Regions from separate parts of the Mus musculus genome. Here all the other regions are linked to region 1. A link is a contact called in public HiChIP or PLAC-seq and promoter capture Hi-C data. All regions are on one chromosome and are shown on one strand. Each heading gives the region's core, a stretch centred on a gene start, on an enhancer-like site or on the middle of the called end of the contact. The rest is flanking DNA. Distances are from core to core; before and after follow the strand shown.

Evidence for each region. Promoter capture Hi-C pulls out the DNA fragments that hold promoters and counts their contacts. HiChIP or PLAC-seq counts read pairs in DNA pulled down with a chosen protein or histone mark.
Region 2: a promoter capture Hi-C map of neural stem cells shows a contact between it and region 1. The contact joins the promoter of Egr3 here to the promoter of Rhobtb2 in region 1. A contact is called at or near these places in 11 of 39 promoter capture datasets (the 3T3-L1 cell line, the C10 cell line, cranial neural crest and 8 more), 7 of 484 Hi-C or Micro-C datasets (CD4 T cells, cerebral cortex, embryonic stem cells and 4 more), 10 of 115 datasets of contacts at active chromatin or transcription factors (bone marrow-derived macrophages, effector CD8 T cells, embryonic forebrain and 5 more) and 3 of 9 other capture datasets (adipose tissue, liver and pancreatic islet).
Region 3: an H3K4me3 HiChIP or PLAC-seq map of embryonic stem cells shows a contact between it and region 1, with 2.9 times the contacts expected there. The contact joins the enhancer-like site here to the promoter of Rhobtb2 in region 1. A contact is called at or near these places in 5 of 39 promoter capture datasets (the C10 cell line, cranial neural crest, frontonasal cranial neural crest and 2 more), 2 of 484 Hi-C or Micro-C datasets (bone marrow-derived macrophages and embryonic stem cells), 5 of 115 datasets of contacts at active chromatin or transcription factors (astrocytes, bone marrow-derived macrophages, embryonic basal ganglia and 1 more) and 2 of 9 other capture datasets (adipose tissue and embryonic tail).
Region 4: a contact with region 1 is called in an H3K4me3 HiChIP or PLAC-seq map of bone marrow-derived macrophages, with 3 times the contacts expected there. The contact joins the enhancer-like site here to the promoter of Rhobtb2 in region 1. A contact is called at or near these places in 7 of 39 promoter capture datasets (the C10 cell line, the HPC-7 cell line, cranial neural crest and 3 more), 3 of 115 datasets of contacts at active chromatin or transcription factors (bone marrow-derived macrophages, large pre-B cells and pro-B cells) and 1 of 9 other capture datasets (pancreatic islet).
Region 5: a contact with region 1 is called in a promoter capture Hi-C map of hematopoietic stem and progenitor cells. The contact joins the promoter of 9930012K11Rik here to the promoter of Rhobtb2 in region 1. A contact is called at or near these places in 16 of 39 promoter capture datasets (the 3T3-L1 cell line, the C10 cell line, the HPC-7 cell line and 11 more), 5 of 484 Hi-C or Micro-C datasets (B cells, the G1E-ER4 cell line, Th1 cells and 2 more), 21 of 115 datasets of contacts at active chromatin or transcription factors (the 230-238 cell line, the NIH/3T3 cell line, the SCID.adh cell line and 13 more) and 5 of 9 other capture datasets (adipose tissue, embryonic stem cells, embryonic trunk and 2 more).
Region 6: a contact with region 1 is called in an H3K4me3 HiChIP or PLAC-seq map of forebrain, with 6 times the contacts expected there. The contact joins the enhancer-like site here to the promoter of Rhobtb2 in region 1. A contact is called at or near these places in 8 of 39 promoter capture datasets (the C10 cell line, cranial neural crest, embryonic stem cells and 5 more), 5 of 484 Hi-C or Micro-C datasets (bone marrow-derived macrophages, cerebral cortex, cortical neurons and 1 more), 15 of 115 datasets of contacts at active chromatin or transcription factors (the 230-238 cell line, acute myeloid leukemia, bone marrow-derived macrophages and 12 more) and 4 of 9 other capture datasets (adipose tissue, embryonic stem cells, liver and 1 more).

What each region holds. Positions count from the first base shown.
Region 1 is chr14:69,803,399-69,807,301 of GRCm38.p6, reverse strand. It overlaps Rhobtb2 (Rho-related BTB domain containing 2), which reads left to right and starts at 1,757. Exons shown (of 10, transcript NM_153514.5): 1 at 1,757-2,265.
Region 2 is chr14:70,075,159-70,079,087 of GRCm38.p6, reverse strand. It overlaps Egr3 (early growth response 3), which reads right to left and starts at 1,771. Exons shown (of 2, transcript NM_018781.4): 1 at 1,490-1,771; 2 at 1-192. The coding sequence starts at 1,643.
Region 3 is chr14:70,240,322-70,243,972 of GRCm38.p6, reverse strand. Ppp3cc (protein phosphatase 3, catalytic subunit, gamma isoform) reads left to right here. Exons shown (of 14, transcript NM_008915.3): 7 at 2,992-3,069; 8 at 3,150-3,244. Among named protein-coding and RNA genes, the nearest start is that of Gm33790, 6.5 kb to the left of the region's middle. Within about 2 kb of position 2,337, at least 144 of the 459 cell types and tissues checked have an H3K27ac peak or open chromatin away from gene starts, as enhancers often do. A contact at or near this core is called in adipose tissue, embryonic basal ganglia, embryonic stem cells and 2 more, where this site is marked.
Region 4 is chr14:70,306,806-70,310,677 of GRCm38.p6, reverse strand. Slc39a14 (solute carrier family 39 (zinc transporter), member 14) reads left to right here. Exons shown (of 10, transcript NM_144808.4): 7 at 407-595; 8 at 713-920; 9 at 1,844-2,028; 10 at 3,866-3,872. Among named protein-coding and RNA genes, the nearest start is that of Ppp3cc, 19 kb to the right of the region's middle. Within about 2 kb of position 1,862, at least 42 of the 459 cell types and tissues checked have an H3K27ac peak or open chromatin away from gene starts, as enhancers often do. A contact at or near this core is called in bone marrow-derived macrophages, where this site is marked.
Region 5 is chr14:70,157,623-70,161,394 of GRCm38.p6, reverse strand. It overlaps 9930012K11Rik (RIKEN cDNA 9930012K11 gene), which reads left to right and starts at 1,893. Exons shown (of 7, transcript NM_001112735.1): 1 at 1,893-2,063; 2 at 3,741-3,772. The coding sequence starts at 2,015.
Region 6 is chr14:70,129,361-70,133,416 of GRCm38.p6, reverse strand. Bin3 (bridging integrator 3) reads right to left here. Exons shown (of 9, transcript NM_021328.4): 6 at 3,859-3,899. Among named protein-coding and RNA genes, the nearest start is that of Ccar2, 22 kb to the left of the region's middle. Within about 2 kb of position 2,441, at least 39 of the 459 cell types and tissues checked have an H3K27ac peak or open chromatin away from gene starts, as enhancers often do. A contact at or near this core is called in acute myeloid leukemia, where this site is marked.

The DNA of each region.
Region 1 (3,903 bases), core at 508-3,007:
TAGACCAGGCTGGCCTTGAACTCAGAAATCAGCCTGCCTCTGCCTCCCAAATGCTGGGATTAAAGGCGTGTGCCACCACGCCCGGCTTCTACCTTCTTTCTTTTCTTTTTTTTTTAAGATAGATTTATTTATTTATTTATTTATTATACATAAGTACACTGTAGCTGTCTTCAGACACACCAGAAGAGGGCGTCAGATCTCATTATGGGTGGTTGTGAGCCACCATGTGGTTACTGGGATTTGAACTCATGACCTTCAGAAGAGCAGTCAGTGCTCTTATCCGCTGAGCCATCTCACTAGCCCCTACCTTCTTTCTTAAACATGCCTTTGAACTAGTATTTGTTTTATGAAGGCAGAATCTGAACAGGAAGTGTGAGGAAGCACTTCCAGTCACTGTCAACCTTCTCTTCCGCTCTGGGTAGGTGTTGGAGGCCAGGGACAGTAAAGTATCTGCCTACTGCACAATGATTAAACGAACCTGAGTACACACTTACTACAGGCGCCCTGGTGAGCAACTTTCTGTCCTAGGCACTCACAGACAGGGCATATTTCAGACAATACAAACTGAGTATTTATTTGCTTATAGCAGGGTCTCCCTACATCAGCCATATTGACCTCAAACTTTCCATCCTCCTGCCTCAATCCTATCAATGCTGGGGTTAGAGGTGTGTATTTTGGCCAAAAATCCAGTTTTTATTTGACTTTGGAGAGGGGTAGTAAACCTCTCTTTTATATCATATTTTGCATAAACCAACATTAAAACAGATCTGCATTCTCAAAAAGGACATTGGAAGTGTGATAGGGGAGGTTGCTGTGTGAAGTTTGCCAGGCTGCTTTAAAAAAAACTGTCCAGAGAGAATTGGTAAGATGTGTAATTCCTAGCAGTCCCGACCAATCTATGGAACCCAGCCTTGACCGGGGACCGCAGACGCTTCCTTCCGATGAACAGAATGGATGGCATTAGACTCAACCCATTTTTATTTTAGGGTTTAGAGATAAGGTTTTGCTTTGTAGCCCAGGTTAGTCTTGCACTTATGACAATTTTTCTGTCTCACCCACCCAAGTGCTGGGGATGACAGTCACTATATTTAGAGCACCCACAGAGGACTTAGGTAGGGATTCTCTGGCTAATATTTCCTTGGCATTCTTTGCAAAGTTATGGAGATTCTACTGAACTCTCTTTGACAACAGGTTGGGATGGGAACCTCTAAAGAAGGTCTAGGTGGCAGACAGGTCAAAAAGTACGGGTATCCATACAGAAAACTCACTAAGAGCTACAGAAGTCGGAGCTGCAGGGATAATGAAAAAAGAAAGGTCCCCCAGTACTCGGAGCAGCTGTGTGCGGGGTAGAGGCTTGGTTGAATTAGGGAGAAACAGGAAAATCTTCCCGTGGCCCTCTGACTTGCATTCTCAGGGCGCACCGCCGGATGAGTTTCTTCCTAGCCTCCTGGGGAAAACTATCCTGAGAGTCCTGCAAGGTTTTGAGACTGGCGAGGTCAGCTGCTGGCCATTCGTGGCTCCCAGGGGAAAAGGGAGGAGGTGCAAAACCAGGAGAGGAGCGGGAGGCGTTCCCGGGATCGGGGGCGTGTCTCGGGCGTGGCCTCTGGGTGTCCAATCCCCATCGCTCCGCTCTCCACCAACCACACGCCGCTGTGGGCAGTCCTTGTCACAGCAACCGTTCCTGGGTGCAGTTTTTTTCCTTTTTTTTTTTTTTTCTTTTTTTTTTTTTAATCCCTCTCCCCTCCAACCCCCCCAACTTTGCTTTTTTTGTGAATGAAAAAAGGAGGTCGTGAGCGGTCTCGGGGACTGCGGCGCTCGGCGTCTTAAGGCTGCGCGCGTGCGGCGGCCTCACCCGGCGCCTCGCTCTCTAGCGCGCCGCCCGCAACCTCCGCAGCGCAGCCGGGCGGCGGCGCGGCCCAGCGGCCGGAGGTCGGAGCGGCGGCGCGCAACCCGGCTCCGCGAGCCTCCATGACATTGGGCGCCCGGGTCGCGCGGAGATGCTGATCCGGAAGAGGCAGTGGCTGCAGTGCAGCGCCCCAGGCTGCTCACGTGCCGCGGTCCGACCAGGGCTCCTGTGCCAGAGTTTCTTCTGATCGTACCTGAACCGGGACCCCAGGAGTCTGGGTCTCCAGCACAGAGCAGCAGCGTCGGCGGCGCCCCAACTTGCACGCGCAGAGTGACCCCAGACATCTCACTAAAATGAGCGTGCTTAGCAGGAAGAGATGTGTTCCCTACACTAGAAATTACCCCGTCACATGTAGTGGTGTAAGTACACGATTGATTTCTATTATGGCCGGGTTGCAAGCAAACGTGCCACCTCGCCTTGGCTCATCCTTCAGCACCCTCCCCTCTCCTCCCTGCGTCCCTCCTGCCTTCCCCTGAGCTCCACTCTTCCCTTGGGCACTTGCTGAGTCTGCACAGTTCAGAGGGAAGAGAAACTAACCTTTCTTGGGTGTTTTTAGGGGAGAACTACATGTTTTGCATCGGTGTGTCGTGCCCCTCCCCCTTCCCTATTTATTTCATTAAAAAAAAATTGTGTGTGCAGAGCGGCATGTCAGGAGGGAAATAAGAGGTTCAGAGTGGTAGAGGTGTACCTTTTTCCTTTTTCTTTTACTTTCCTTTCTTTTCTTTCTTTCTTTAAAAAAACAAAAACAAAAACAAAAAACAGTACAATTGCGGTGTTTGCTGCCGGCAGTGGAGCTAGCTGATTCTTTGAAGTCAACTCCACTGTGGTCTGTCCAGCTGAGTTTTGGCAAACTACTGGTGGAATTCTTGAGCTTTCTTTGTTAATGTTCGGGTAGCCTAGGGTTGAAAAGGTTTATCCTGTATTTAGGCTTCTGTTTCTGTTAATGTGATCATTTAAGATCCCTTTGGGCCTTGCTTTACGTTTTCTGCGTGGGGAGGGAGGATCCACCCCTCCACCTTCGCCCATATTACAATGTCAGCGTCCACAGTGGGAGCTCCTTTAACTCCAAACCGACCTTTCCTTTGCTCCTCTCCTCCCGAGTCTTCCTTTCTATCCACCTTCCTTGCTTTTTACTTTCATTTTCTCGATTTTCCTCCCTTTCACGTTTTTTTTTTTTTTTTTGTAAGATGCAGGATGTGGGATATTGGTTGCTAGGAGACAAGCCAGGCTCCCAGGGAGATTGTCGTTTCCTTGACAACCAGACTAGGGCAGCCACAGATGAACAAGCCTCCTATCAGCTGTGGGAGGGAAAGGGGGGCTTTTGAGCTCTGCAAACAGTGTGTGTAGGGGTGCGGGGGTGGGAATGGGAGCCCTTGAGGTTTGTGGGTAATCCGAGCACACCTTCGGATCTGTCCTGGACAGAGCACAAAGAACTGGGGAAGCTGACGTGCAGGACACTGTTTGTGAAGGGGGGGGGGGGTAACTTGGGGACAAGAGTTGGGGAGGAAATCTCAGTGGCTTCAGGATTGTCAAGGGGGTGGAATCAGTGAATTGGAGGTTGTGATACCCTGGATGAGGGTGGAGGATGGTCAGGAGGCTCTGGAGGAATGGGGCTGGGACAACTGAGAGGAACAGTGTCCAGTCACTGAAGAAGGGTGTGCCAGAGGGAAAGGGACAGTGGGAAAGTTCACCGCATGGTTTGTATTGTCATGCATCAGCAGTGATCCAGAAAAGTAGTAATATTCTAGAACAGAAGTTACATTAATATTGCCATGGTGTCGTCTGGACAGGATCCTCACTTAAGACAGGCCTGATTAGACAAAAAAGTTCTCCTGGCTTAATTGGGCCAGCCTGTATCTTAAAGGGAGATATAATTACACATATGGATATGCAATCTAGCATTATATAATACTATATTACATAAGACGACAAATACCTCCTCCCACCCAGGCTCCCTTGGCGTGAATTTACCAAAATTCACGTGTTCAGAAACTTTC
Region 2 (3,929 bases), core at 522-3,021, 270 kb before region 1:
CCGGGGGCACCCCCAAGATGCCGGCACTCATGAGGCTAATGATGTTGTCCTGGCACCAGTTGGAAGGAGAGTCGAAAGCGAACTTTCCCAAGTAGGTCACGGTCTTGTTGCCGGGGGCTGGCTGGAAAGAGCTCGAATAAGAGAGTTCCGGATTGGGCTTCTCGTTGGTCAGACCGATGTCCATCACATTCTCTGCGGAGAGCGGGGGAGAGAGGGGAGGGGTGAGTGAAGCCGAGCCGGCTCCCGGCCGCGGCGCCCAGGTCCTTGCCCAGGAGTAGAGGGTGCGGCCGGCTGGAGTGCGCAGCGCGTGGGGTAAGAGGAACGCCGAGCCCGGCGCAAAGCGGGCGGTGCCGCGCTCCCCGGCGCAACCTGGATACAGCAAAATACTACGGATCGGGGTGTGGAGTGGCTCCGGCACACACACCGCACACGCCGCGCACACACTCACGTACCACACACAGACACGCACGCGCGCAAGAGAGCATTGTTGTTCTTCCCGAGGTGGGGCGGACAGGTAGCTGCAGCTACAGGTAGTTTCAGACCCGGAGCGCGCCCGGCTCTCGCTCTCCAGCACACACAACTCGGCCTCTTCCCCCGGCCCTGTCTACTCCAAGACGCCGCGCCTTCATGCCCCAAGCGAGGTCCCCCTACGCGCGCTGAGCCCGGGTGGCCGACCCAAAGAGCTTCGACGCTTTTGTCCTCGGAGCGCAGAAGGGTGCCGCCCGTAAAGGGAGCCTCTCCCGGCCCCAGTCTCCTCCCGGCCTGAAGGAGCTTTCTGCTCGGGCTGGAGGGGAAAAGCCTAAACCCAGCTAAGGAGAGTGGAGAGCGGCGGAAAACCAGCCCATGTCTCCACGGCGGGAGCGGCCGCCGTTCCCAAGCTCCCGGGTCCCAGGATCGCCCCCGGTGGCAAACCCTTTCCCCCGCCCCGTGGGTGAGCCCCCTCCCTCTCCCCACCGTCCCCACACCCCCAATGGCTTTGCTGAACGCCCCGGAAAGGCAGCGTCGCAGTACCTCTCCCACCGTGGGGACTCCACGCCGCACATGGCTCCATCCCGGGTGGGAGGCTGAGGGAGTAAGGAGGGGGGAGAGCGCGGGTGAAAAAGACGCTGGGCTCCTCCCGAGAAAGGGGGCTACAGCACCACGCCTTGCACGCAGCCCAGCGATCGGGCCCCCTGCGTGGGGAGGGAGAACCCCAGAGCTGCTCGCACCTACCTCCCTCCAGTCGGCGGCTGCCCCCACCCGGGAGAACCGAAGCCTCAACCGTGGCGTCTCCAACCAAGCCTTCCCGATCTCGGAGGGCGGGAGGAGTGGGTGGGAAAAGCAACTCGCCCCCCAGAAAATTCCCAGCGCGCCCCCCATCTTTCCATCCGTCTCTCCATCCATCCATTTCTGCATCCATCGATATGTGCATCCATCGCTAGCTCGCTCCCTCCTCCTCGTCCTCCCCCTTTCCTTCCTCGCTGCCTCGCCGCCTCACCGCCACCCTTACCTGTAGCCATCTGATTGTAATGGGCTACCGAGTCGCTGCTGCCGGAGAAGAGGTTGAGCGCGCTGGGGATCTCCTCGGGGTACAGATTGTCAGGCAATTGATTTAGCAAACTGCTCATGGTCACCGGCAGCTTCTCGGCGAGTTTGCCGGTCATAGCACTCCCGAGCTACCGCCGCCACCGCCGCCGCCGCCACCGCCGCCGCCGCCTGTTCCTAACGCAGCTTCCAGGCGAGCGGCATCCGAGAGGCGATCCGTGGTGCAGGGGAAAAGCATGCGAGAGGGAAAGTTCGGAGGGAGGGGGGAGTGAAAAGGGGAAGGGGTGGGTCAGGGGAGGGGATCTATTCTTTTTTGGAGGGGTGGATGGGAGAGGGGCAAAGAGGGTAATCCTCTCGGGTGCCTCGGCTGGTGCGGTGCGACGCTGGGTCGTGGGGGTGGGGTGGGGCGTGTGCGAGGAGTGGGATGGGGGCTGGGCTGGGGGGGTGATCTAGGCTCCAGGGGGTCAGACGCGGCTTCAGTATTGATCTCACAGACACGAGCCCGCCGACCCCCCCCGCCCCCCGATCTGCCACAGCCGCCGCCGCCGCTGCCGCCGCCACCTCCTCTGCTGCTGCTGCCGCCGCCGCTGCTATCACCACCAACCAGCCCCGCCGCTTCCTAGCTAGCTCACTGCTGCCCAAAAGCTCCCAGCCAGGGAACTCCACCAGTCTATTTATCTGAGCCCCGGGAAAGCTCCGTGACGTAGCTGCCCATATATGGACAGACAAAGCCCAGCCGAAGGGGCGCGACGTCACAATGGAAGCTCCTCACAATGGAACATTAGAAAGCAGGAAGCGGGCCGCAGCCAACGTGCAGCGCCCGCACCGCTCTCCGTTCTTTAAAAAAAAAAAAAAAAAAAAAAAAAAAGTCAATTAGATTAGAAAGAAGGAAAGCGAGAAGAGAAAAAAGAAAGAGGGACGAAGCCGAATGCAAAGCGCGCGATGCGCAGTGCACAGTTGAAAAACCCTGTAACTAAACATGTAGGTTTTTATTTGAGGACAGCATTAGAGACAGAATTTAGTCGTTGGAGGAGTGGAGTTGTTTGCAATTGGTCTCCAGCACTCCCAGCATTTAGAAAGAGTTCAGTACACCAGGACACAGGTTCCTTAGCAGTCTAGGAATGGGAGAGGTGACCGCTTCAAGCCAGGCTCCCCCACACAACTTCTGTCTTTCCTTCTTATCCTTGACTGGATTCAGATGGAGAGATGAAGTATTTTCCTTTGGGGAAGGGGTTCTAATGTCCTAAGGCTTCTTATTCTTGGACACTTAGAACTTTCGTGCGGACATCATTCTGATTCACCGCCCGCAGCCCCGGCCCCTCCCTTGGGGTTCCTGACCCCGCGCTGACTCTCAGTTGAGCGCAGTGGCCCGGGAATGTGTAGCGGATTAGCTAGTTGCGCAGTGGGCAAGAACTTTTAGGGGCGAGGGTATGAGGGTTTTGTTGTTGTTGTTGTTGTTGTGGAGATTAGGAAAGAGTGAAGTTTAGGGGATAGAAAACACGTGCACCAAATAATTCCCAGATAAATTCCCTAACGGTTCTAAAGCAAACCCCTTTGGCCACAGGATGGCAGGAGGGCCCAGCAGGCCGGGGCACAGTCGCTATCTACTGCAGCCGGCGAAGGGCTTGCGGCTGAGTTACTGCGGGAAGATGTGAAACCCACAGATTCTAAGCCACCAAGGCGGTCTCCTCCAGTCTCTACTCTCTGTCTCCCGCAGGGTTGTCCTCATTGCTGCCTGAGGGTGCCTTGCAGTCAAGGGCGGCCCCCTGTGCCGACCCAGGGTGCTGTCACCTCGACAGCGGATCCCGGGGGTGGGTGATGTGTTCCCCGAGGCCTGCTCCTGAAGCGCGCAGCCTGGCTGAGAGCGAGGGGGAGGAGAGGGAGGGAGCACGGAGGCGCGACCCCGAATCACACCGGGTTGGCGGGGGAGGATTCCCTCCTCAGTGGCCGCGTGGGCGCGGTGAATCCCGCGGCCCCCGCTGGAGAGTCGGGGTTGGGGGAACTTGCATCTCTCAGGGGGAGTGGGAGTGTTGACAAGAAGGAAGAGAGGATCCCCGGGCCTCACGCCGTGGGAGGTCCATGCGGGGCCGGGGGACGCGTGGGAGGAACTCCCTAGCTGCGCATTGTGATGGGGGTGGATGACAACCTCACTCCCTCTTCCCTCCCCTCAGTTTGGAGGAGAACATTGGGTGGGAAGGGCCCAGACTCCCCCGGATCTCCTCTAGCTCTTAGGGAAGGAGGGATTCCCGCCGCCCGTGAGCCCCCATCTCTGCCACCCCCACCTCCTCTCCCTCCAGGCTACCCATTCCTGTGCTCTAGAGGCTTTGCGCCCCCGGGTTCTCCTCCGCCCGCGCGGCGCGGGGAGACTGCGCGCTGCAGCGGTCCCGGGCTTCGGCCGGAATCAG
Region 3 (3,651 bases), core at 1,088-3,587, 440 kb before region 1:
TGTTTTATTATGACAAATTTAGTTCTTTAAAAATCTTGCTAACTGGTTAAGATAATACAGTAATTAAATGATACATATGTATAAAAGAAGCCTTAATTTGCCCCTAAACATTTTTAAAATAATCGTTTTGAATTCTACTCTGCCATCTATCTTTCTAGTGACTTATTTACTGAAACAATTTAACTTTTCCCTCTTATGATGTTGCTTAAGGACTTAGCATTATTGGCCAAATGTCATTTGTTACAGTTCCTGTGGTCACCTGCCAACACCTCTTACAACACAGGCCTTCCACCCAGAAATTCTCCTCCTAACACTTGGCTTGCAGCTATCCCCATACTCACCTGAGTTCCCTGCATCCCAGTCCGTCCTCACAGAGCTCTTATAGCATTGGTGGACACACTTGGCAGAACAACAGATGCACCTGAGCCAGCCCATACGGCGCAGGCTTACAGCTGACATTAGAAGTCATGCGCTGACTCTTGTTTTTAGTCTTTTTTTCTCTTTTGTTTTACGTGTAGGAGTGTTTTGCTCACATGTATGTTTCTGTACCACATGTCTTCCTGGTATCCATGGGGGCCAGAACCCCTAGAACTGGAATTACAGATGTGGGTGCTAAGAACCAAACCCAGATCTTCTCCAAGAGCAGCTCTTAATCACTGAGCCATCTCTCCACCCCCACCTCACAGTTTTGTTTCTGTTTCTGCACTTTTCTGTCAGCAGTCTTTTTCAGTGTTGATAATGGTATCACACAAAGTGCTGTCCAGTGTCCGTGAGCAAAGCAGACTGTAGTGTAACTTACAGAGATTTGTCAAGTGTGAGTTGTGTTCCTGGCCATGAGTTCAATGTTAATGATTCAATCTTATATTTACATAAAATATCATTATGCAAGAAAACATCGGAAACACTTAAGTGGTTGATGAAAATATGGCCAGAGGCTCCTAGGAATCTTAAACCTCATACGGAACCTAGGAACAATGTCTCATGGCATGAATCCTTGGCCGTGGGCTCTACCAGAATTCCACAGCCTCCTACCTCATTCCTAAGGCCTTCTCAAAACTGCTTCACAGTCTATGAATGGCTAACAGACCATTCATTGTTCCTATGCCAGTCAAGAGGGGGACTTCCTGTTCCGAAATTGTGATAATGTCATATATAGGTGATCTTAAAATTATACATTTTCCACTGAGCATAGTAAAAAGAAAATTGCCCCCTTTTTCTCAGACAGGATCCCGTGCATCCCAGGCTGGTCTCAAACTTACTATGTAGGAAAAGACAGCCTTGAACTTCTGCTTCTTCTGTCTCACCTCCCAAGTACTGGGGTTACATGCGCAGCATCCCTAAAATATGGTGTATAGGGGTTGGACCCCGGAATTTGTATGCTGCACAAGCAGTAGACCAGCTTAGTTATATCCCAATTCAAGAAAGAAATACTTTCTAAAAGATAAGTAAGTAACAGCTACAAATTCTGATGGTAATTTTATATCCTAGTTCTTCCTGGTTGTCAAACAGAAGTTCAAAAAAAAAAAGACCATTTTAGGAGTATATGCAGATATCATTAGAGTATGGTGGTCTATAATATTTATATCTACTCCTGAGATAGCCATGCATAGTACTATCTTGCTATTGATATTACATATAAAGTTATAAGTAGATTCTTTTAATTTTTCTAAAGGTTTGATGATTTAAGAAAAGCATGCACTAATTTTGTAGGACCTACTGTATACACATACATGCATACATGGAGTTGTGATACATCTTCGTATCAAAATACCAACATTTTTGATCCTAATACTAGTAGTGTTAAGGTAAAATAAATTAAAAGATGGAGAAACTTTCTATTCTAAGGTGTCTTCTTCAAGTTTGATAGTAGTGTGAAATAGAAATCACTGGTTTCTGAGCTTTTTTTTTTTTTTTTTTAATCGAAATTGAATATAATATACTCGACAGACAGACATAGAGTGTTTTTCCTCTGGGCTGGAGGAGTTACTCATTAGACCTGCTTCCTGTCCTCTCAAGGATTCTCGGAGAGGCCTGGGTTTAAGACGCTCTGAGGAGGGAGGTTGTGAGGGAGGAGCTGGTTTCTGAGCTTTTAATAAAAGTTCAGTCGTAGGGCTGGAGAGATGGTTCCGTGGTTGAGAGCACTGGCTGTTTTTCCAGAAGGCCTGGGTGGAGGCACAATGTTATTGTGCAGTGTTTGAAGATTATCCATGTATTTTTCAAGTGCTGATTTCTCTGCCTCCACGTCTGGTTGCAATCCTGACATGGCATTGTAATACTTACTTTAAGACTCTCCTCCTGCCTCTGTGATGTGATGCTCCTTATTGATTCTCTGGTCTGTCAATAAAAGCTGATCAGCCAATGATTGGGCAGAGGAGGGAATGGGGCTGGACTTCCGATGCCAGCCAGGGGGGAGGGTCGGGGGAGGGGAGAAAGGGCGATGGGAAGTGGGATTCACTCAGAGGAGAGGGAGGGTGGAGGGGACCTTGAGAACACACCTGGAGCTGAGCGACCCAGAGCAGTGCTAAAATACAAGGATCTTGGGGGTTCGGGCTGGGAGGGAGCCAGAATATTTTAGAGGATTAAAACAGATTAATATTGACCAGCTATTGTGGTGTAAAGCTTGATTAAACAAGACTTACAGTATCATCTCATTGATTTGGAAGCTAGTCAGGGTAAAGAAAAAAATTATCACTCTGATGGCTCTAACACCTAGGTTCAGTTCCCAGCGCTCATGGTGGTTCGTAATTGTCTGTAACTCCAGAGTCATGGGATCTGCCACCCTCCTTTGGCCTCTGTGGGAACTAGACCCTCAGATGGTGCATATCCATACAAGTAGGCAAAAGCCTCATAGAATAAAGTAAATCTTTAAAATTGCAGAGTCCATAGTCTCTGTAATCTTAAAACAACTCTCAGATTGGGTGTTCTGTTTCTTCCTATTAAAACATAACTGCTATAATTCCATATTTAGGTTTTTCTCATTTTCTTTTTCAGTTACCCTGCAGTTTGTGAATTTTTACAGAACAACAGTTTATTATCAATAATCAGAGCCCATGAAGCCCAGGATGCGGGGTAGGTTGCACTTAGACCTCACCTTCCTGCAGATTTTACTTTTAGTGTAAAAATGCCTGAGTTCATATCTCCTTTTTCAGGTACCGAATGTATAGGAAGAACCAAGCAACTGGCTTTCCGTCACTTATTACGATTTTCTCTGCCCCTAATTACCTAGATGTCTATAACAATAAAGGTAAAGAAGTCCAGCAATATCTTAGTGTGAATTGTTAGTAACTGTGAGCTCTACTTTAATTTTGTGTTTTATTTTATTATTGTGTTCATTTGCTTATTTTTATTTTTTGGCTCTGTGGATGGAACCCAGGTCCTTGTGTTTGTGAAGCAGGCACTCTACCCCTGAGCTATATCCTGGACACCTATTTTTAAGTACAAAATTCAGTCAGATAAGAAGGTCTTGGGTAAGGGGTGAGGCTTTGTAGTAAAGCATGTGTTTAGCATGGGGAAGGCCTTAGCGACACTCTCTGGTATCTTACTCTGCTCTGCACCAGCTCCCCAAGAATCTGACATCTCTACCTCTCTCTCCCCAACTCCTCTTCTGATTTGTTCTGTTTTGAGACAAGGTTTTGCTATGTAATGCAGACT
Region 4 (3,872 bases), core at 613-3,112, 500 kb before region 1:
GACTGGTGTAGCTCCTGTATAAGAGGCCTCCTGTCGCTGGCATGGGGTCACTGCCTGTTAGAGTTGAATGAAGTGGCCATCTTAAAAGAGCAACCTAAGAACTTAGAGTAGTGGTCACCTCACTGGATTGGGTGACAGCAGGAGACTTCTTTGCCTACTAGAAAGTCCCTGTCTTTGTATGTGTTGCCACCGGCTATACCAATTTCTCTACGTCCCTGTGTGTGACCTGCTCAGTTTCCTTGGATATAGGAATAAGCTCTTCCCCAGCCTTGGCGTGCTTCCTCCAAGTGGTGGGCGCCGGGCTGGGCTGGGCTGGGCTGGGCTGGGCTGGGCTGGGCTGGGCTGGGCTGGGCTGGGCTGGGCTGGCAGTTTTGATCAGTAACACTGCTCACTCTTCCTACCCTAGCACCATCACGGGCATAACCATTTTACCTCCGAGACACTTCCTTCCAAGAAGGACCAGGAGGAGGGTGTGACCGAGAAGCTACAGAACGGGGACCTGGATCACATGATCCCTCAGCACTGCAACAGCGAGCTGGATGGCAAGGCGCCTGGCACGGACGAGAAGGTCATTGTCAACTCCATGTCTGTGCAGGTCAGCAGCCCTGAGTGCCCCCGGGGAAGCCTCGACACAGAAGCCACGCCTTTGTGAGTCAGGCTCTCCGGAGGTCACTCTGTAACCTGAAGTCCACTGGTGTGTCCTTTCTCATAGGACCTGCAGGCATCCCAGAGTGCTTGCTACTGGCTCAAGGGGGTCCGCTACTCTGATATCGGGACCTTGGCCTGGATGATCACCCTGAGCGATGGGCTCCACAATTTCATCGATGGCCTGGCTATTGGTGCCTCCTTCACTGTGTCTGTCTTCCAAGGCATCAGCACGTCAGTGGCCATTCTCTGTGAGGAATTCCCTCATGAGCTGGGTGAGTGCTTAGTCCCTGTCCCCGTGTTCCAGCTGTCTCAGTTTTTGTCTGAGACACCGAGACACCCTTCTTGCATCACATCCCTGCTGCTCCTCCCACCTCCACCACAGCACTCACTGAATTAACGCCCTGTCTCGCTAACTCTGGAATTATAACAGTGGAGCATAGCTTAGAACTATAGAGGTTCTTACAGGGAGATTTTTATCCCATGAGCCCTGTGTCCTGTGGCTTAATTTTCCCACCTGTATAGCATGATTAATACCTACACCTGCCTTTTAGAATCATCAAGGGGATTATAGGCAAACAAATGTTGAAAAGGACTTGCCAGGTGCCACACAGTATTGTGGCTACTCAGTAAAGATCCCCTCTTTATGTCCTGCATCCTGTAGAAGCTAGAAAGCATGTCATGTGAATGAAGCAGAAAAGCCAGCGCCTAGGGGTGCGTGTAGTTTTATCAAGGGAGTCTAAGAAGCCATGACTCAGGACCCAGTGACAACACGGGCTCCTAACTTTGGCATTTATTGGCTTGAGCACTAATTTCTCCCTCTCTCAAGTCTGGTCCTGACCGTGCCATCCGTTAGGAGACAGGGAGCTATTTTCATTTCACCATCAGTCAAAAAAGAAGTGAGGATGTTGCTGGTTGGTTATAGACATTTAAAGTCCTGTGGATTATTTTCAGCCTCTGTGTGGGGAGCGATGAGGCCGGTGCTGGTTGCTTATGTTCTTCCAGAAGTCTATGAGGGCTTTGCAGCCTCTGTGCTGCGAGGTCATGGCCAGGATTGGAAGATGGGTGTGCCTTTATCCCAATACCACCTGAGAATGAGATTTTCACCCGCACATGCTTCACCCGTAGCTGAAGCAGTCCCATTCATTAGTGTCGTGCGTCCTGACTCAGCCCGCTTCCTGTTCTCATGCCATTGCAGGAGACTTCGTCATCCTGCTCAATGCTGGCATGAGCATCCAGCAGGCTCTCTTCTTCAACTTCCTCTCTGCCTGCTGCTGCTATTTGGGTCTGGCCTTTGGCATCCTGGCTGGCAGCCACTTCTCTGCAAACTGGATTTTTGCACTGGCTGGAGGAATGTTCTTGTATATTGCCCTAGCCGATATGGTAAGTGCTGTGGTTTCTGGTTGCCTCTTGGACAGGAGGGCAGCTAAAGGCCACACGTTCGGGTGTGTTTGGTTTTTAATTCTTTACATTGATATGTGTGTAGATGCGTGATAATTCTCATGGGAAACAACTTGTGGGACTTGGTTCTCTTTATGTCATGGGTTCCTAAGATGGGACTAGGCACCTAATGCTCTGTCACACGGAGCCATCTTGTCAGCCCAAGATTTTGTTTTTTGTATTGGCTTTATTGAAGTCTCTTTCACACTCAACCCAATTCACTGATTTTAAGAAGTAACAATTCAGGGTTAGAGAGATGGCTCAGCTGTTAAGAGCACTGGCTGCTCTTGAAGAGAACCCAGGTTTGATTCCTAGCTACAGTCCCAGGGGATCCTACTTCTTGTGTTCCACAAGGGCCCAAGCATCCATGTGGTACACAGACATACAGGCAGCTAAAGCACCTACATATAGCATACACGCATCGAATAAATTTTTTAAATCTAAAATGATATAATAATCTGACCTTTTCAATGCAGCATTCGGGGTTTTTGTTTGGGTTTGCATGAGACAAGAGTCTCACTCTGTAGCCCAGGCTGGTCTCAAAGTCATTGCAGCCCTGCCCCTACCCACCAGATGTTGGGCAGACAGGTGTAAACTACTATACCCAGAAGTCATTGGGTTTTAAAGGGAGAACTTTGGTCTCTCTATTAGCATTTCACTATAGAAAATTGACCATACTCAGGCTAGGGTCCTTATTTCAGTTTGATGGAAAAGGTGTGCTGTGTAGACAGAAAGAAAAGAGGGAGTGAGAAAGAAAAGGCATCACTTAGACTTTTGTCTACCACAAGTTAATGGTAACCTTATGGATGTCCTTTTAAGTTTTAATTAATAAGTTCATATATAAGTGCTGTATTTATATCATTTACCTCCCCCCAACTCCTGTGGCCCCCACCACCACCTTGCTCCCTCTCAAATGCACAGTCTTTTCTCTCTAATTATTATTGAGAGATATAAGAATACACATATAGGGCTGGCAAGATGGCTCAGCAAGTAAGAGCACTAACTGCTCTTCTGAAGGTCCTGAGTTCAAATCCCAGCAACCACATGGTGGCTCACAACCACCTGTAATGAGACCTGACGCCCTTTTCTGGTGTGTCTGAAGACAGCTACGGTGACTTATGTAATATAATATAATAATATAATATAATAATAATAATAAGTAAACCTTAGGGTCAGAGCAAGCAGGGACTGAGTGAGCGGAGTTGACCAGAATGAGCAGAGGTCCTAAAAAATTCAATTCCCGACAACCACATGAAGGCTCACATCCATCTGTACAGCTACAGTGTACTCATATACATGAAGTAAATAATAATAAAAATCTTTTAAAAAAAAGAATGCACATACACACACACATATATATAATATACAAACTTCCAAGTCCATTTGATGTTGCTCGTCTGTACATATGTACTGGATTCCCAATCAGGGAGCTTATCCCTGAGGAAGACTGGCTTCTCTGCATCTGAGTAGTCACTAACTAATTGTCTATAACTCTTCATTTAGGGGCGGGGCTTTGTGAGGTTTCCCCAGCCCACGCTGACACATCATCTGGTGTCTGCATTGTTTGGGTCTTGTTTAGGCAGCCATATTGTTGAGAGCTACAGAGAATGGTCAAAGATAACACCCTCCCCCCCAGTGACCTCCTTAACTCCAGAAAAGTCCCCAGAACTACCAAAAACATCCTTCCAAAAATACGGTCCACCACTTGAGAACCAGACATCACAGTGATTGGGACAATGTTAACAGAATCTGTAACTCATTTTTTTCTCTTCCTTCTCAGTTCCCTG
Region 5 (3,772 bases), core at 644-3,143, 350 kb before region 1:
CCTGTTGTTTTCGGGTGCTTGATCTCTGTTCACTTGTCCCCTTAGTCAAGCGTGGTGTTTTCAGGGAGCCAGCTTCCTGAACTTGGGACTTCTCCACTGGAGGCAGAAGGACCACGGCCATGGATGGACTGCCTGAAGGAGCAACAGACGGTAGAGCTGTGATGCTTCTTGCAGTTTACTCCAAAGGGACATGATTTTTCAGGTGGAGGTGGCCAAGAAAAGAGACCTAGGTAATGGCAGGTACTGCAGGGACACACAAGCCTTGGGGTAATGAAGGACTGGCTGGGTTATGAATTAGCTTCAGTCAGGACATTAGATGCAGAAGGAAGCCTAGCCCACTACCTCAGGTCCAGTTCCCATGAAGGCTGTGACAGATCAGACCTGGCCCAGCCTTGCACAAAGGGGCGGGGCCCTATCTGGGAGGGAGTGTATGTTGAGGAGTGTATTTAGTGGGGTGTGTGTGGGTTCTTTGTGCTGAGACACTGCATTCCTGCTGGCCTGGCTTCCTGTTTCTAGATGCATTCCTGACCCTAGTCACCAGGGATACTGCTGCTTGGAATCTGGGCCCCACATTTTCCAAATTCAGGGCAAAATTAGGCAAAGGATACCCCTGTTTTACTTCCCTACAGCTTCACCTTGGGGGGGTGGGAGCCACCTGGCTTGGCTGGAGAAGCTTGCTTCTCTGGATCTTCTTGGGCTTGGAGAAGGCAGTTCTGCCAGGTCCAGCATCCTGTTTCCCTCATTATATTTGAAGGACAGGCATGGGGGTGGGGTGGAGCAGCCAGCAACCCTGGGAACTCATGCTGCAGGAAAAGGGCTTGACCTAAACAGCAAGGTTCTGAAGATGACAGAGGACTGCAACTCAGCTCTCATCTTGTAACGGGGGTTGGGGGGATGGGGGAGTGGGAGAGTGGAGGAGGTTGTGGGGCTCAGTTTGCCAACTTCATAGTACTGCAATTTGCATTGTTGGTGGCTCTCTGACAAAGGAACCAGCGGAGAGCTTTAGAAGATGGGATCAAGGAAGAAGCAAGGAGAGGGGCGGGCGACTTCCGGTGACTCTGGCTCTCAGTCTCTTCTCCAGGTCACCCATATTTGCCTCTAGGGCATTTGAGGCCAGCTGAGATTTCCCAGTCCTTATTGGCTTCAGAGAAAGGGGATGTTTCCCTAGAAGCCCCAGTACCATCTGGTCACCTGGTAGTTGGCCATCAGCTGCTTCCTGGGCTCCTTTTTAGAATGGGGTAGGGGTAGAATGGAACCGGGCCGAGGGTGGTGGCTGCTAGGGTCAGGGAAGCATTTAAACTTCTGCTCAGCCTCCAGGCTGTGGTTCACCTCCTGCCCACAGCCTGCAGACCCAGCCACCACACGCCTACAGCAGCACCCAGATAAGACAGGCCTGGGCTAGGTAAGGGGTTCTTAAGGAGCTCTGGACACAGGTTTTCCCAGGGCGCAGAACCCTTTCCCCTTCCTGACAGGCTGAGGGACCTGCCCTCAAGTTATACAGCTGTGAGGCCGGATGCAGCCCTAGTCTGCCTTCTTCCCTCCGCCAGCACTGTGGGGTTCCATTTCCTTCCGGGCTGTTGTGCAGTGCAGCTCCGCATTAGTAAGGTTCCAAGCTGCAGCAGCAGGAACACAGGCAACTCGAGCAGTGTGTGTGTGTGTGTGTGTGTGTGTGTGTGTGTCTCGGGGTGGGGAGCGGTGACCTCTCGCAGCCAGCCGGCTAAAGCCCTCGAGTGGGTACACTCTCCTCCAAGAGCACTTAATTGGGGCACTTCTGCTGCAAGGGCTGGGGATATGAGCCTAGGGAAGGCAGTCTCCAGACTGATGATGCCTAGGTCAGTGCCCTCCACCTGCGTGCCGCGCCCCGCCCCGCCCCGCCCCCCGCAGGGAGTGTCCTGGAACCACGCCCATCTGGGCAGGGATCCACGGGCAGAGCCGCTCCAGCACAGCTAGGGACTTGGGGACGCCCGAGATCACTCCGGTGCCGCTGCAGCGGTTTCCACGTCTGGAACACGCCATGCTGAGCCGGCGCCGCGTCTTTGCGGTGGAGCGACTTGGCGGCCGGGGTGAGTCGCGTTGCCTCCCACCCTGGGGTCGTCTCCTATTCTCCAGCCCCGCTCAAGCGGCGTCCACCGGCCGCGCCCCCTTGCTTCCTTGCTTTGAAGGAGTCGAGTGAATAGGCTTGGGACGCCATACACAGCGCAGATCCTCCGGGATTTGCAGGCCAATCACCCATCACCCACATTCTATGGTCCGTCGTCTCCTTTCCCCCTAATTCCCATTGTGGAAGCTTCTTCTATCCGAGGTTGGGTGGCTCCGATATTCTTGCCCCAGCCAGCAATCCTGCAAGCCCCTTGGTGGCCACAAACCCATTTCTCAGGGATGGTTGCCGGGTTTAGGCTTCCTGGTACACTTCCTGATCCAGAGGGGACGGGCTGGCATCCTCTTCCCGCCAAAGCTGCCCAAGCTTCTGCCCGATGCCCATAGACCACCTAGGCCATCATAACCCCTGGCACAAAGGTGGTAATAAGTGGATGCTAACCAAAGGGGCGAGGAGATTCGTGCCTATAATCCCAGCACTTGGGAGGATTCGTGCCTATAATCCCAGCACTGAGGCAGGAGGAATACTGGGAGTTCAAGGGCAGTTGAGGATACAGAGTAAAACACTGTTTCAAAACAAACAAAACAAAACAAAACAAAACCAAAGTCAGTTTCCTTGTTTTACTTAGTTTATACTTAAAAGGTTTTTGTTGTTGTTTAAATTTTTTACTTTTGTCTGATTTACCTGTGTGGACTGGATGGGGAAGTCAAACGAGGGGCTCAGAGCCCTTGGATTGGAGTTTCGAACACCCATGTAGGTGCTGGGAACCCAAGACCCACCCAAGACCCACCCAACGCCCATCTTCTGGAAAAGTAGTATTTTAAAATACTGAATCATTGATCCAACTCCAAAAACTTCCATTTGTCACATGATCATCCTTTCTTGCTTAAAAAAACAAAATTATTCTAAATGATTATAATTGCCAGCCGGGCATGGTGGCACATGCCTTTAATCCCAGCACTTGGGAGGCAGAGACAGGCGAATTTCTGAGTTCAAGGCCAGCCTGGTCTAGAGAGTGAGTTCCAGGACAACCTGGAACACAGAGAAACCCTTGGGGAGGGGGCATTGTTTTTATTGCTGCTGCTGCTATTTCTGTTTTGCAGTGTGAGGATGGGACCCAGTGCCCTGTGTGTGCACTCTCTGAAAGCTCTCACAGGGTCACATCTCAGCCCCAGTTGCTGTCATTTTTACCAGTGTCCTCATAAACTCTAGGCGATACCTCATTCTGCTTCCTGGTGTGTCAGGGACTCCAGATAGCACTGTGTAGCCCCGTCCTTCACTTCGCTCTTTCTCCCTCCCATATCCAGGAAGTCCGAGGCACTTAGACTTGATTGTTTCAGGTGAATCTTAGTTAAGGGTCTCTTAAGCTATCTGCATTGCTGTTTGTCATGACTTGCAAGGACTTTGCCTACCACATGCTGGAAGTGTAGGTTTCTGTTGGCTGTCAACAATTGTTATAAGAACCCTATCTATACATCTTCCAAGCAAGGCTGGAACTTTATCCCAGTGGGGATGGGGTTGTCCTGTGTCTTTGTTCACCACTGGTACAGGACACACCTCCTCAAGGGAATGCTGTTGAGTGCTAGGAATGCTGGAGGCGTTGAGGGCATCCTGCCCAGCTTGATACGGATTCTCCTTACAGATGGGGCCTTTGAGGACCTGGCACAAGGCTGT
Region 6 (4,056 bases), core at 1,192-3,691, 330 kb before region 1:
AGCTAACGGAAGTCAGGAACAAGCCAGTTGATGCCAGTCGGTGGCTGAGGCCAGCCTTTCCCATGCACCTGAGCTGAGAGAACATCTGAATGCTTAGGCTGTCTTCAGTAGGCTCACATATCACAGGAGGTGCGCTTCCCAACCTCTGCTTCTCATAGGATATGACCATAAATTTGGTACTGAAAAGCCTCAACAAGTCAGGGCCACCCTGATGGGAGTAATGAATATTCCTACTAGAGAAGAGAGAATATAAACGTGGCCAGGCAGCAGGTGAAATGTGCAAAATAGATGGGGGGACCAGGCACCACCAGGTCACACTGGGAGGAGCCAGTCACAATGCCAGTGTGAAGACAGCTGTACCAGTGATTCAGCTGCTCTGGAGCCCCTCTCCCTTCCTGGGCAGCTGGGCAGTGTGGCTCAAGGGAACAGGTGCCTCAAGCCCAGGAACCTACCATCCTGCCCCTCCCTCTATCCCAAGAGGACAAAGGACCCTAGCAGCTTGCCTGCTGTCAGAAGCCGCCTGCTTTTGGGGTGGCCTCAGGGCCAGGGTCAGAGAAAGAGAAAGAATGAGAGGCAGACAGGAGGTAGAGGTGGAGTACATTGGAATTCACCTATGGGGGGTGAGGGTGCATCACCAGGAACAAACCAGTACATGAAGGGTGTCTTGCAGGTGTGAAATGGCACCTTGGTGCAATGTTAGTTGGTCTTACATGCTAGTCTCAGCAAAACAGACCTCAGCTCATGGTCCTGGCCCCTTTCTATGGTTGTCATCTTTTAAGACCAAGTCACACCGACCAGGAACACTAATACTATTGTGACAGGGACAGTTCATGAAGGGCACAGTGCAAGTGCACATGGAAGGGCAGAGATGGGAGACCAAGTCTGCCACAGACCAGGGGTTACAGCCTTGGGGAGTGTGGTGTCTACACAGCACTACTTAATCAAGATCACTACCCTCTGCAGGTGCAACGGGCTCTGCTGCCCCGGCTAGTGGCTCCTGACTCTTGAGTACTCACAGGTCTTCCTTAGATCTCGTCTCCTACAGCAGTGCTTCTCAATCAAATTAAGATTTGATCAAGCTACGAGGATTGTCAGTAGCTCAGGCAACTGTAGTTGAATCGATAATAATGGGAAATGCGGGTAGCTTTGGACCTGGGACCGGGAGTCCCTGAGACAAGGGACAGGTGTCATGTTCTTTTCATCTGAGGGGGCTATTAATGTCACTCACAGGAAGAGTGCTTGTCTGTCCCAAGGTGATGGGGGAAGGAATTCCTGTTCATTTTCTTATTTTCAACGTCTCAGGCGTGGACAGGTCTTGCCAGGTACCTGATATCAGGATCCCCTCTCCATGGGGTCTAGCTAGGGTTGGGGTGCTGATGTGGAAGGTTAGGACTGGTAGAGGCTGGTCCTCTGTGTCTGGACTTTCCCCAGGTTCCTGCTGCCCTCCCGGACAAGGATGACACATGGGCCCAGCTCTCCTTAAAGAGCAAAGCTTGCAGTTTTTAACTGTCTTCTTCAAAGGCGCATGGTGAAAAAGTCCAATCCTCTGCGAGTCTCAGGTGTCCCTTGAGAAGTAGTGGTAAGAGGTGGGCGTCCTCTGCTCCCTGGCCCTGCTCAAATCATACATCCTCATACTCCATGCCCACTTAGTTCACCTAGCTCTGCTCTTAGGTACCAACTCTACCACACCAAGGAATCAGCTTGGCTTGCTTTCTACAGAGGAAATGGACACAGGCCAGCGTGGGTGGCTGGGACACTCCTGCTCAATATGGCAGCACGCACACCTGACCCACCTTCCCGAGTTCCAAGTCTCTAAGTGCTTAGATCTGATTCCCACTGATTTCCAGAGATGGGAGGTGGACCTAGGTCTACATCAGGGTTTTCAGGGCCCCCAACCTAGGAGGCACCCATTTCTTGACTGGCATAGGATTGAACACGAAGCTCACTCCCCAGGGAGATAAAGCGTGGGGTGAAGAGAGAGTGGGGAGGGAAAGAGGCCGGCTGGGAGGTGGGCTGGGAGCAGCCGGCCTGGTGGGGAATGCCTGCCATTCCTCATCTGTGCCCACACACCCGGGATCTTCCACCCACCAGGAAAGGGAAATTGAAAGCATCCCCATCCGACATGTGAACAACCAGGGACTGGGGGATTAGAGACCGAGCCCCCTTGGCAGGGGATACTGGGGGCGACAGGGTGGCCATGATCTTCATTAGAGGACAGGAAAGCTGCAGTTTCCTGTTTCCGGTGCTGGGGTCCCTGGGAGCTTCGCTCCTGGCACAAGGAAACAAGTGGGGAGGAGGGAACAGGCAGCGGTGGTTTCTGTGGTCATGGGGGGTTGTATGCTGGCTGTGGGTTGCAGAAGCCAGCCAGGCAGCCAGGCCTGAGGCTCATACAGAGGTCAGCGGATCCATGGCGGAGATGGTGGCCGCCCCCTCTGCCACGCCCCCACCTTCCTGGCAGGTGGTGGGCCACTAGCATGGTGGGAAGCAGCCGGGGTTTCTCTCCACTTGGCTGAAGAAGCCAGGGATCCGATTTCAATGCCGCCTCGTTGGTTGTGAAATCGAGAAGGTAGTCAACCCCCTAGTTCTCTGAGCTGGCAGTCCTGCCATATTCTGCCAGCTCTGGGTGCCTGAGGCTGCCTCTGGACCCCTGCATCTCAGGCACACCAGAGTTTTGTGTACAGAGGTACTTCCCTCTGAGATCCCTCCATCCAGCTCTGAGACCAGGCCAAATGAACAGCCCCTCTGCACTAAGGGCCCCATGTAGGGTCCCCTGGTTTGGAGATGAACTCTGACCAAGAGGCAGGGGTGTGAAATCCCAGGCTGCTGAGGCTGGGGTGGTGGGCATGGGTCAGGCCTGGCCTTATGGCAAGCCGCAGGTGGCTCTGAGTGTCCAGTGTTGGGGAGGAGCACTAAGAAAACTAGGAGGGCTTTTCCTAATCCCACCCCTGGATCTGAACAGGGAAAGGAATAACTCAGCACTCCCCGACACCCAAAGACTATAGGATCAGAAACTGCTTTCTTCATCTCCCTCCAGCTTGATCTGGCCTAATGATAATGAAGCAGAGGCTCACTGCCCAGGCCTGGCAAGGCAGCTGCCAGGGACCACCACGGCCGAGGTAATAAAGTGCAGCTGCTGGTGCAGAGCGGGAGCCTTTCTAGGTCAGAGCAGGCTGGGAGAGGCCAGGAGAGAGGAAGCACTCAAGAGCTTCAAGGCAAAGCTTGGACCAGCCTCCTCCCCTGGGGACCCACAAGACAAACCTGTCTGATCCTTGACCAGGGCCTGCAGGACCAAAAAAAAAAAAAAAAAAAAAAAAAGAGTCTCCCAGAATTCCTTGCTCTCACAGGTCATGAGTGAGGGGACCTTCACAAGCAGGATGAGGTGGTGGTGGTGGCGGTGGTGGCTGCTGCTCGCCCTTCCCCATGTGCGGCCACCCCCACGTTTCCAACACAAAGTGCTGCAGGCAGCTGCATCCCAGGCCGGCTGGGAGATGAAAGGCCTTGCTCATGTCTGTTGAGTGCTGGCCAGAATCTCTACAGTTGAAATCAGCCAGCACTGGGCCTCCTGGGGGCCCAACCAGAGGCAAAAGGGGAAGGGGCCAAACGACCACCAGGGCAGTGCCTGGCACCATAGAAATTAGCAGTTCCCTGTTCCTAGACTGTGCCTGGGCAGTGCTGGAGTCCTGGAACAACCAGGAGCCTCAGCCACGGGACAGGCTGTATGGCTGGTGTCCCTGTTGTTTCTTGTCATGGGAAGCTGTGGCCACACTGCTAGACATGGTCTTTGGCTTCCGAGTGGCTAGCTGACCTGCTGTCCCCACAAGTACTGTGAGGCCCACTGCCTTGGATGGCCTTACTCACTTTTTCAGAGGTTCAATCACTGTCTTTTGGATCTGGTTCACCTGTCAAAGGAAAGGTACAGATTCAGACTCTTCCTAGAAGAGGAGGTCCCACGTTCCTCACAGGCCACACTGCTAGACATGCTCCTTGACTTCCAAGTGGCTAGCTGATCTGCTGTCTCCTGAGAACTGGGGAAGAGGGGATGGGGCGGGACAGGCG